2 separate regions of the Mus musculus genome follow, and region 2 is linked to region 1. Evidence: chromatin contacts called from public Hi-C data. All regions are on one chromosome and are shown on one strand. The core of a region is the stretch at or near the end of the contact, and the rest is flanking DNA. Distances in the headings are between cores, read along the strand shown.

Evidence for each region. Hi-C and Micro-C count contacts between places; a contact is called where the count stands out from the background.
Region 2: a Hi-C map of B cells shows a contact between it and region 1, with 6 read pairs. The contact joins the enhancer-like site here to the promoter of Uchl3 in region 1. A contact is called at or near these places in 3 of 39 promoter capture datasets (cranial neural crest, hippocampal neurons and pre-B cells) and 1 of 484 Hi-C or Micro-C datasets (B cells).

Annotation. Positions count from the first base shown.
Region 1 is chr14:101,651,771-101,656,187 of GRCm38.p6, forward strand. It overlaps Uchl3 (ubiquitin carboxyl-terminal esterase L3 (ubiquitin thiolesterase)), which reads left to right and starts at 2,197. Exons shown (of 9, transcript NM_016723.2): 1 at 2,197-2,335; 2 at 2,438-2,449. The coding sequence starts at 2,294.
Region 2 is chr14:102,865,955-102,870,371 of GRCm38.p6, forward strand. No RefSeq gene overlaps it. Among named protein-coding and RNA genes, the nearest start is that of Gm34589, 33 kb to the left of the region's middle. Within about 2 kb of position 2,402, at least 10 of the 459 cell types and tissues checked have an H3K27ac peak or open chromatin away from gene starts, as enhancers often do. A contact at or near this core is called in B cells, where this site is marked.

The DNA of each region.
Region 1 (4,417 bases), core at 947-3,446:
CCGTGATTCTCCTACCTTGACTTCTCAAGTGCTGGTGTTAGAGGCATGCACTATCATTACACATGGAAACTCATTTCAGGGGTGGAAAAGGTCCCTGCATGACTGTGATTGGCTGCAAAAATACAGCAATGCTGTATTTACAACATTCATGTTGAATTTACAAAGAGATCTTAGCAAGAAGAAAACCCCAGAATCAATAAATAAAGCATATTATAGAACTTTGTCCCCTAGGAGATAAAAACAAACAAACAAACAAACAAACAACCCAAAGCTATATGGCAAAGGGACATTCAAACGATGGAGGCGATGACACTGAATTTTGAGCCCCATTTTACATTTAATGAGTCAAAATCTGTGCTTCAGATTCAGGCATCATTCATAGGTATGGTCCAGTCTGAGGATTAAGGCTCTTTGTACTATGTAGGGACATCCATGCCAATGTGAGAGTTAACCTAATAGACTAGAAGTAAGGAGATTGGACGTCTGATATGTTTGCAAGGGTTTGGGGGGATCCGCAGTTCTGTGGGGTACTAGGACCACTTCTCTATGGCAAAAGACACATTATTGCTACCATCCATGTTTGGTGAAGACTTTCCAGTGTGGATGCTTTGGGGTCTCCTATGCGTTTTGCCAACAATTCATTCTCCACGGTGTGTTAGCTAAGCCTGGTTTTCTCACTGGTGTCTCAAGGTAAACTTTAGTAGGATTGTATTTTGGTTTGCTGTTGAGTTATGAGGAAGCAGACATGGTATGTCTAACAGGGAAGAAATTCTCGTGATAGAGGGATAAGGATGTTGTGTGGCGTATTGGCCAAGCACTAAGAGGAGAAACAAAATGCAGAACTGCAGGAGTCTGGAGAAAAGCGGCTGTCTGAAAATTCCCCTGGCACCCCAAACAGCCCCAGTAGAGACTGAGACTATAGCAAGCACCACAAGAGATCAGGCAACTGCAGCTAACCGATCATGAGCCCAGCATTGCCAGATTTACCAAGTCATGAGGTTGGACAGATATGGCATCAAGCCATCAGACAAATAGGGAGGAGTCAAGGGATTACAAGAGTCACCGGGTTATAAAAATAATAGCCAGAGCATGCGTGGGAGAGTTGGAAATTTCCCAAGAAGGACAAATTCAGCATAATAATATTTTTCTCACTTCTTAACTAACCTTTCCCTGAAATCCTTCTCTTCGATACAGAATAGTAATATATATCAGATCAAATTTCTGGAGTCCTGCCATGACTCTTGGTTCCTACATATCAAAAGGATTGCTCCTTGAAATATCTTCTGCTTCTCTGTCTTCATAAATGTTACCTTGTGTCAACTTTCCTGTTTTTGCATTTCCCCACATAACTGACAGATGGTATTTCTGCATACATGATTATTCCACTTCTCTCTCCTTTGTGACACTGAGATTGGGCCCAGGGCCTCAAGCATGCTAGACAAGTGCTCTACCATTTCTCAAATAGCCCTTGAGAAATCTCCTATGTACTAGCCATTGAGTTAAACCCTGAAAAACAAACAAACAAACAAACAAACAAACAAAATCATTACATTTGTCATCCTGAAATTTAGTGGGATGGCGAATGGATTTCAAAATGCTGTTTAAAGTCCTTCAGTTTGTACCAAACAGTACATTGCCTGATTTCCTCTTTGTAGTGGCTCCATATTGTTTCTCAAGCAGAACTGAGTATCTATCTACCTATCACCTATATCCACCATTTACCTATTACCTGTATCTCGGGCAGTGCAATAACAGATAAGGCCAACATATCATTCCAGTATCCTCACAAAGGAGCAGGAAGACCATGATTCCAAGGAGTCAACCCCTCTGGCTTGGCTGCCTTAAGGCTAGCAAACCGGTCCCACTCTCACAGAGTAGGAATCCATGACGCGCCCCCTAGAGCTTCTGGTTGGCATTGCAAGAAGGTGAGGTTGCCTGCGAGCACGCGGCCCGGTGGCGCATGCGTAGAACTCGGGAGCTCGCTCGGGGGAAGGGAGAGTCCAAGTGTGAGGGGAGTTCACCGTTGATCAAAGCTTCTTTTTCTCATGAACTAGGACATGGCTCAGGCTTATCAGTTTAATTTGCCTTTTAACTTCATTAGTAACTCCAGGGCTGAGTCTCCGTAGGGAGAGATCAAGCGTCTTGGGGGTCGTGGAAGTCCATTCGTTGGTTTCCCCCTCGGGGCGGCGTTTGGATGGTGCCGGCCGGAGCGCGCGGGGGCGGAAGCGGCGGCGGCGGCGGCTGCGGCGGTGGTGGCGGCTGTCAGAGCTGGAGAGCGGCCGGCGGAGCAGTCATGGAGGGTCAACGCTGGCTGCCGCTGGAGGCCAACCCTGAGGTGAGCGCGGCCGGGTTCCGCAGCCAGGGCCTGAGCGGGTCGGGAGGCCGGCGCCAGCCCGCATGCGCGCGTCGCTAAACCCTCTTCTGTGTCTCGTTTCAGGTCACCAACCAGGTGAGTGCGGTCGGTGCCTGTCACCCCGGACCCCGGAGTCCTTCCCGCCTTCCCCGCCAGCCTCCCCGCTGGCCTTCACCTCTGCATCCCCAAGGATCCAGGGATCTCATCCCGGGCGGGCAGGCGGCCCCAGGCTGCGGCTGTGGGCGGCTCCGCCCCTCTCGGGCCACCACCTGGCTCGGGGAGATGCCGGTGCAGCGAGCGTCCTCTGTCCCTCCGTCGGACCCCGCGTCGCCGGCGCTGCCTGGGGCACCCGGGGTCTGAGGTTTGGTAGCCCCTCGCCTGGTATCCCCACCCCGTGCCTTTCCCCATCTTGGTTCGTCTCCTTGCCGTTGCGGGTTCCATCCTGTTCCTTGACCCTGTCCCTTCTAAGGTGACTAATTTGCCAACACTTCCTGACTCCCGGCTTTGTAAACTTGCCCACCCAGTTCTGGTAATTCCATCCACCTCCTGTACAATGAAATCACCTTTCAGTCATCTCTTGCCCCATCGAGGTCCTTCTCTTCCCTGCCACGCCCCCTTTCTCTCCCCGTCTTTCGAAGGTGGACCTGGTCCTTGCCTCCTGTACCACACAAAGCCCGGTTTAATGGTTGTCCTGCAATGCGTAGCCACCTGCTACTCTTAAAAGGGAGTTTGTTTTGGATACTGAAGGTTGGGGCTTGGGATGCCTTTCAGACCCCAAATTAGGTGGTGGAATGCATATATATATATATATATATTTGCACAGATATGTATTAATTAGCCTTTTTTTCTGCTCTCAGATTTAGTTCACCTTTAACAGTTCTCTTAGTTTGTTATATAGTTTTCTTCCTTTTCTTCCATCTTTCTTCTCATAACCGAAGGATAAAGATCTATTATCAACGTTTAAAAATGCTTTTTTGAGACCAGACATCGTGGTACATGTCTGCCAGTATCAGCGTGTGGGAGGCTGAGGTAAAGAGGATTTTGAGTTCCAGCCCAGCCTGAATTGAAATGCTGCCTAAAAACCTGCTCCCTTCCTCCAATTATTATTATTATTATTGTTATTTTTAACGGTTTTTTTAAAAGCATTTTAGCAAATTCTTTGTATAAAACACACAGGCTTTATGTTAGAGGTGACATCCTTTGTCTTTTGGAATTTTTGAAAGTGTTTTCATTTATTTTGTTTCATTTATTGTTTCATTGATTTCGGGTGGAGGTCAGAGGACAACTTTCTAGATTCAGTTCTCTCAGTCCCTCAGGTGGGTCCTTGGGATTAAACACAGGTCTTCTGTATTTGCTGGTGGGAGGAGCCTTGACTCACTGGCCTGACTCCCTGTAGCTTATGTGGGTTTGTTATATATTTTTGTTAGCATCAGTTCCTATCTTCTTAGTAAGGTGAACTGTGTAAAGTTTAAAAGCCAGCACTTCCCCGTTGCCTTGCTGTTCACAGCACCCTTTCTGGAAGAGGCCAAATTCCTTTTGTTCTTGACTTTGAAATTTGCTCATCTCTTTCCCTAGTGCATTTTATTTTGTCAAGAGAAAAATCTCAAAGAATTTCCAACTTCTGTGCATAAGAAGAAGTGTGTATTTGAGCTGTAAAGCAAAGTGATTTTTACACTTTAGCGATAGCAATTTACTATATATGTGATAGCTTTCGCTCCATTGATCTGTCTGTTCCTCTTTCGGTTATCGTTCTCTTTGTTGTGGCTTTATAAGTCCTCAAATTGTATGAAGCCAGCATTGTACCTTTTCTGAATTGTTTAGGCTTTTCTAATTGCTTTACCTTCCAAATAAATTTTAGAATGCTTGTCAATCTGTACAGAAACTTGATTGGTGAATGTGGCAATTGGATAGACATATTCTGAGGGGTGTGTCTTTACTACAGTGGATCTTGTCATCTTTGACCAAGGTGGATCATCACTTAATTAGGTCTTTGATTTCTCCATCGGTGTTTGATAGTTTGAGCACATAGCTCTTGGGAAAAAGATTATTGGATACCTACAAATT
Region 2 (4,417 bases), core at 1,152-3,651, 1.2 Mb after region 1:
TTATGTTTCTTTTATGAAAATGTATGTATATTTTGTCCTATATTTTGGTGATTACAGCACGTGATTTAAATGCCTCAAAGCATCACTGATTGTGGGCACTTTGACTTCACCCTTCTAACAAGACTTGTAATTCATTGGTTAAAGATTCATTTCTATTTCAGCTCTTGGTTTAAGGGCCTTAATATCATATATGTCAACCCAGGGCTATGTAGCACATTAACTGAAAATGTCAAAAGTGTAATTCTTCATTACAGAAGAAATAGGATTATAAAAATTAGATCTTTCAATTACAAATGACATTTACCATTCTAATCAAGGTTATTCTTATATTCTCCTGAGGTCAGAGGTTAAATGAGTGATGCCTCCACCAGAATAATTCTGGCATAGGTTGCATGGTTCAGTGTTGGTTGCATCCTTAGGAAACATTTCTGTTTTCCTATTGATGAATAGCTGTAGTAATGGCTACAATTCATAATGGGGTTTTAAATGTCCAGATAAAGTGTTCAGATTCAAGTAATTAAAATAGAGGCCTCCTTAAACTTGGATACCAATCAGACATCATGCACTTGAACCTTAGCTGTTAGAGACATGAACAAACCTTAATAAACACCAGTTTTCTCACTTGTAAGATGGCTAGATACTATCTAGACACTAGGTTGTTATGTAATAGATGAGGCAATGATAGCATGAAAATAGGAAGTTTTCCAAAATAGACAGCTGGGACATGAAAGAACCTGACTCAGTCCCTCCGATTCCAAACTGTCTATTTCTGCAAACTGACCATGACCTCTGAGGGTGATACACAGACAGGCACAAAGAGTGACTTGGAAAAAGTCATCTCTGCACTCAAAGGACTAGGGCAAGAGAGTAGAAAGTTCAAGGACAGCCTGGCCCCCAGCATGAGATCCTGTAGAAATGTAAATATATAAATATACATTCTGCTTGAATCTCACATTCATCAGAAATACTAGTTGTGACCGATTCTTTTATATTACCTCAAGGAAGGTAATATTTTCTCACCAGTGTTTGATGCATTGTGAAATTTTTTTTAAAAAAAGTATTTCATAAAAAAAGAAACAATAAATTACTTCTAAGTAAACTTAAATAACCTAACATTTTATCATTAATGAAGTTATATTATAAAAGGGTTGACATGATGTTTCCTGATCTTTGGTTATAAGTTAGACAAGACAGGTAGGTGGTTTATCAACGTGACCAGTCTATACCACCTAACTTAGCTTTTAGCATTCAGTAAGTATTTTTTAATTGAACTGAGTTCAGTTGGATGAAATTGAATTACACTGTCTCTGTGATCCTCATCCATAATTCAGAGATGTTTGGGTCTTGCCCGCTTTCCCCAGATTGTTCAGCATCTTACAATGTTTTATACAATGGACACAGATCAGACTTATTGCCGCAAGAAAAGGAAACATTCCGCATTCAGTGATGTACGAATTGTTTTCAATGTTTTTGCTTAATGTATGAGCTAGTACAAGTTGTCTGAGGGTCTACTATGTGACACTAACCCAGATTTGATGCAAATATCACACCTTCACTGTAGAACCCAGAAATAAGCTCATGGCGATTTTCTTTGTAAGGGGGTTGCTGGAATCAAAGGTTTGATGGCACAGAAGATAAGATGACCTCGAGGCGACTCAACTTTTAAGCTGACTCAAAGGAGTGTGTGGGTTCAAGTTCATCTTCCTTCTGAAAAAAAAATGCTGTGTTTCCATAGAATGCCTCTCTAAAGAGTTTTTCTTTCTCCCACTTCTGCATTCGATTGCTGATTCTACAGTTGCTCTTCTAAGCCATCAGGAATTCTGTCCTGTCACTGTCTGAGCCTCTTTACTTCCCTCCATGTTCAGCATATATTTTGTAGTCTATTGCCTTGACAGCTCTGGTATATATTTTTTTCTACTAGAGCAATCTCAGCTCATCTTTCTCTAACTTCTTTGCCTAAAAATGAGTCAACATGTATTGGTGGGGAATTCCAACCCTTAGTTTATACTGAGACCTAAGATGTAGAAGAGGCTCATAGTTTCCCCATACCCTTGCATCTGGAAAAAAAGAAAAGCTGGGATTTGAATCAAGCCTCCAGAGCACTGCTTTCCCCTCTGCATCACACGCTGTATCACACAAGGTTTAATCCTCTCTGCATCCTACCTAATATACCCTATGTTCTTGAGGATTCCTGTCCTACAGTCTCAGCAGCTATCTCTATTAACAATTATTAGACACAAGTTTTTCCAAACTCAAAAAAGAAACCTATTTCTGCTTTCAGAATCTATGGTTCAAACTGTTGTCTAGATTTCTTACCACATTTCCAAGCTTGATACAGTGACTGCATGAAGCAAATACATAATAAATACTAGGATATTATGTGAGTAGATGAGTGGGAGTGAGCTTTGAAAAAGGAGAAATTCAGAAACTGGCCACAAGTTTCAAGTTAGCTCACCCCGGGGGAACAATGAACTATTTGATGCATAAACTTTATTTTAAAATGTTTTAAACTAATTTCCATTTCAAAAAAGGTGACACAAAGTCAGAATTCTCTCCATCTTCTTCCTGGAAATCAACACAAAGTATCAAAGAAACTAGGAAACAGAAATTCATATTGTGTTCTGACAAGTACTAGTGATTACTAAGTCTAAACAAAATGGAAATGCAAAACCTCCAAAACACAGAGGAAATGGTATCTCACAATGACTGCACATCGGAGGAAATAGCAAAGAACATGTTCTCCAGGTGAACAATCCCACTGTCGGCATACATTAAGAAAAAAATAAGATTGGAAGCCCATTTGGAACCTTTATATCCATCCATAGTCACAGTAGTTAGAATATGGAGTCAACATAATGACCCTAAGGATGTATTGCTTTTAAAAAATTGACATATGAATTTGGTTCAGTCTTTAAAAATATATAAATTCTGTTATTTACAAAGATGTAAATAAAAGTAAGCTCAAAACATAAAAACAGATACTGACTGATACCATATAATTATGCAATCCAGAAGGTCGAATTCATAACAATAGAAGGCAAATGGTGATGAGCAGAAACTTACAGTTGGGGAGAGTGTAAAGACATCAGTCAAAGGGAAAAAAACCTTTCAGTTATCAAGTGAACATATTCTGGAGATTGAATGTATATCAGGGTAATGATAAAGTGCTAATTAGTTTGAGTGCTGCCATCATTACACAAAGTGTACATACATCAAAGTATCATATTACAGATCTTAACTATATCCCATCTTCATCTGTCAATTGAATCTTTAGCAAAGTAAAATCAATTAAATGTCTTTTAAAAGCAGCACCGTGATTCAGCACCGACATGAGAAATTATCCTGCAAATGAAAGGACCCTTAAGCGGAGGAGTTGTTGGTAGATTTCGTGTTTGTGAACCTAGTACTCACCTTAGGAAGCTATGCTTGTTCTAAAGCAATCGATCACCTATCTAAGGAACAGAAGCAGATGGCGCTGCCTTCTATTGTGTTTCCTGAGAAAAATGCCAATGGATTTCTTCCCACATGCCAACCAATGTAAGGAAAAGCGAAGAACTTTCCAAATCTCTGAAATAGATGAGAGAGCTATCAAAGCACCGAAACTGGCAGGACAATGCATATGTCTGTTAAGTTATCATTAAGGCTTATGACAGAGATTCATAAGAAACCTTTTTTTTCTTCTCTAGCATTATATAAGATAATATCCTAAAGTTGGCGGCATCATAAAATTATACACTTCAAAACTAAAGATGTCATGGAGATTTGGGGATTTTTTTTTTTACTTTAAATAAAAATACAAAAAGCAGGATGCAAAATTGTGAATACAATGATATCATTTTAGAGTAGTGTGAAGAAAGTACAAAAAAATCCATTAAAATTTTCAGTCTATAAAATGAAATGGTTGTTGATTCTTTTTCTCCTTCATTTAAATGTTTCCAAAATACTGTCAAACAATGTGTTTTAGCTAAGCTACTATTTAAACTATTAACAATAAACAAGAAGCAAGTCCCTCTGGGTACTTGCAATCTATTTATACCATTATTATTATTATTATTATTATTATTATTATTATTATTATTATTATTTTCCAAGTCTCTTTATATTTCAAGTGATTGTTATTTAGTATAGAGATATATTCTGTAAATACAAAAGTTTTAAATTCTTTCTTACCTGATTTCTAGATTGAACTAAAGAATTCCAACCCAATATTTCTATATTCTTAACACTTTCACAATGGTGAATTTGGTTTCCTCGGCTATTGCTATTTTAACCAAAAATGCCTCACTTCAATTTTTACATTTAATACTTTTTTGTGAATTTAATAGATGAGTAGTGTGTTTATATTTTACGTTTCTGTTGGATACGTCATTGATGAAAACTGACAGAAAAATTCCCCTAAGCAGCATATGTAGTTGGA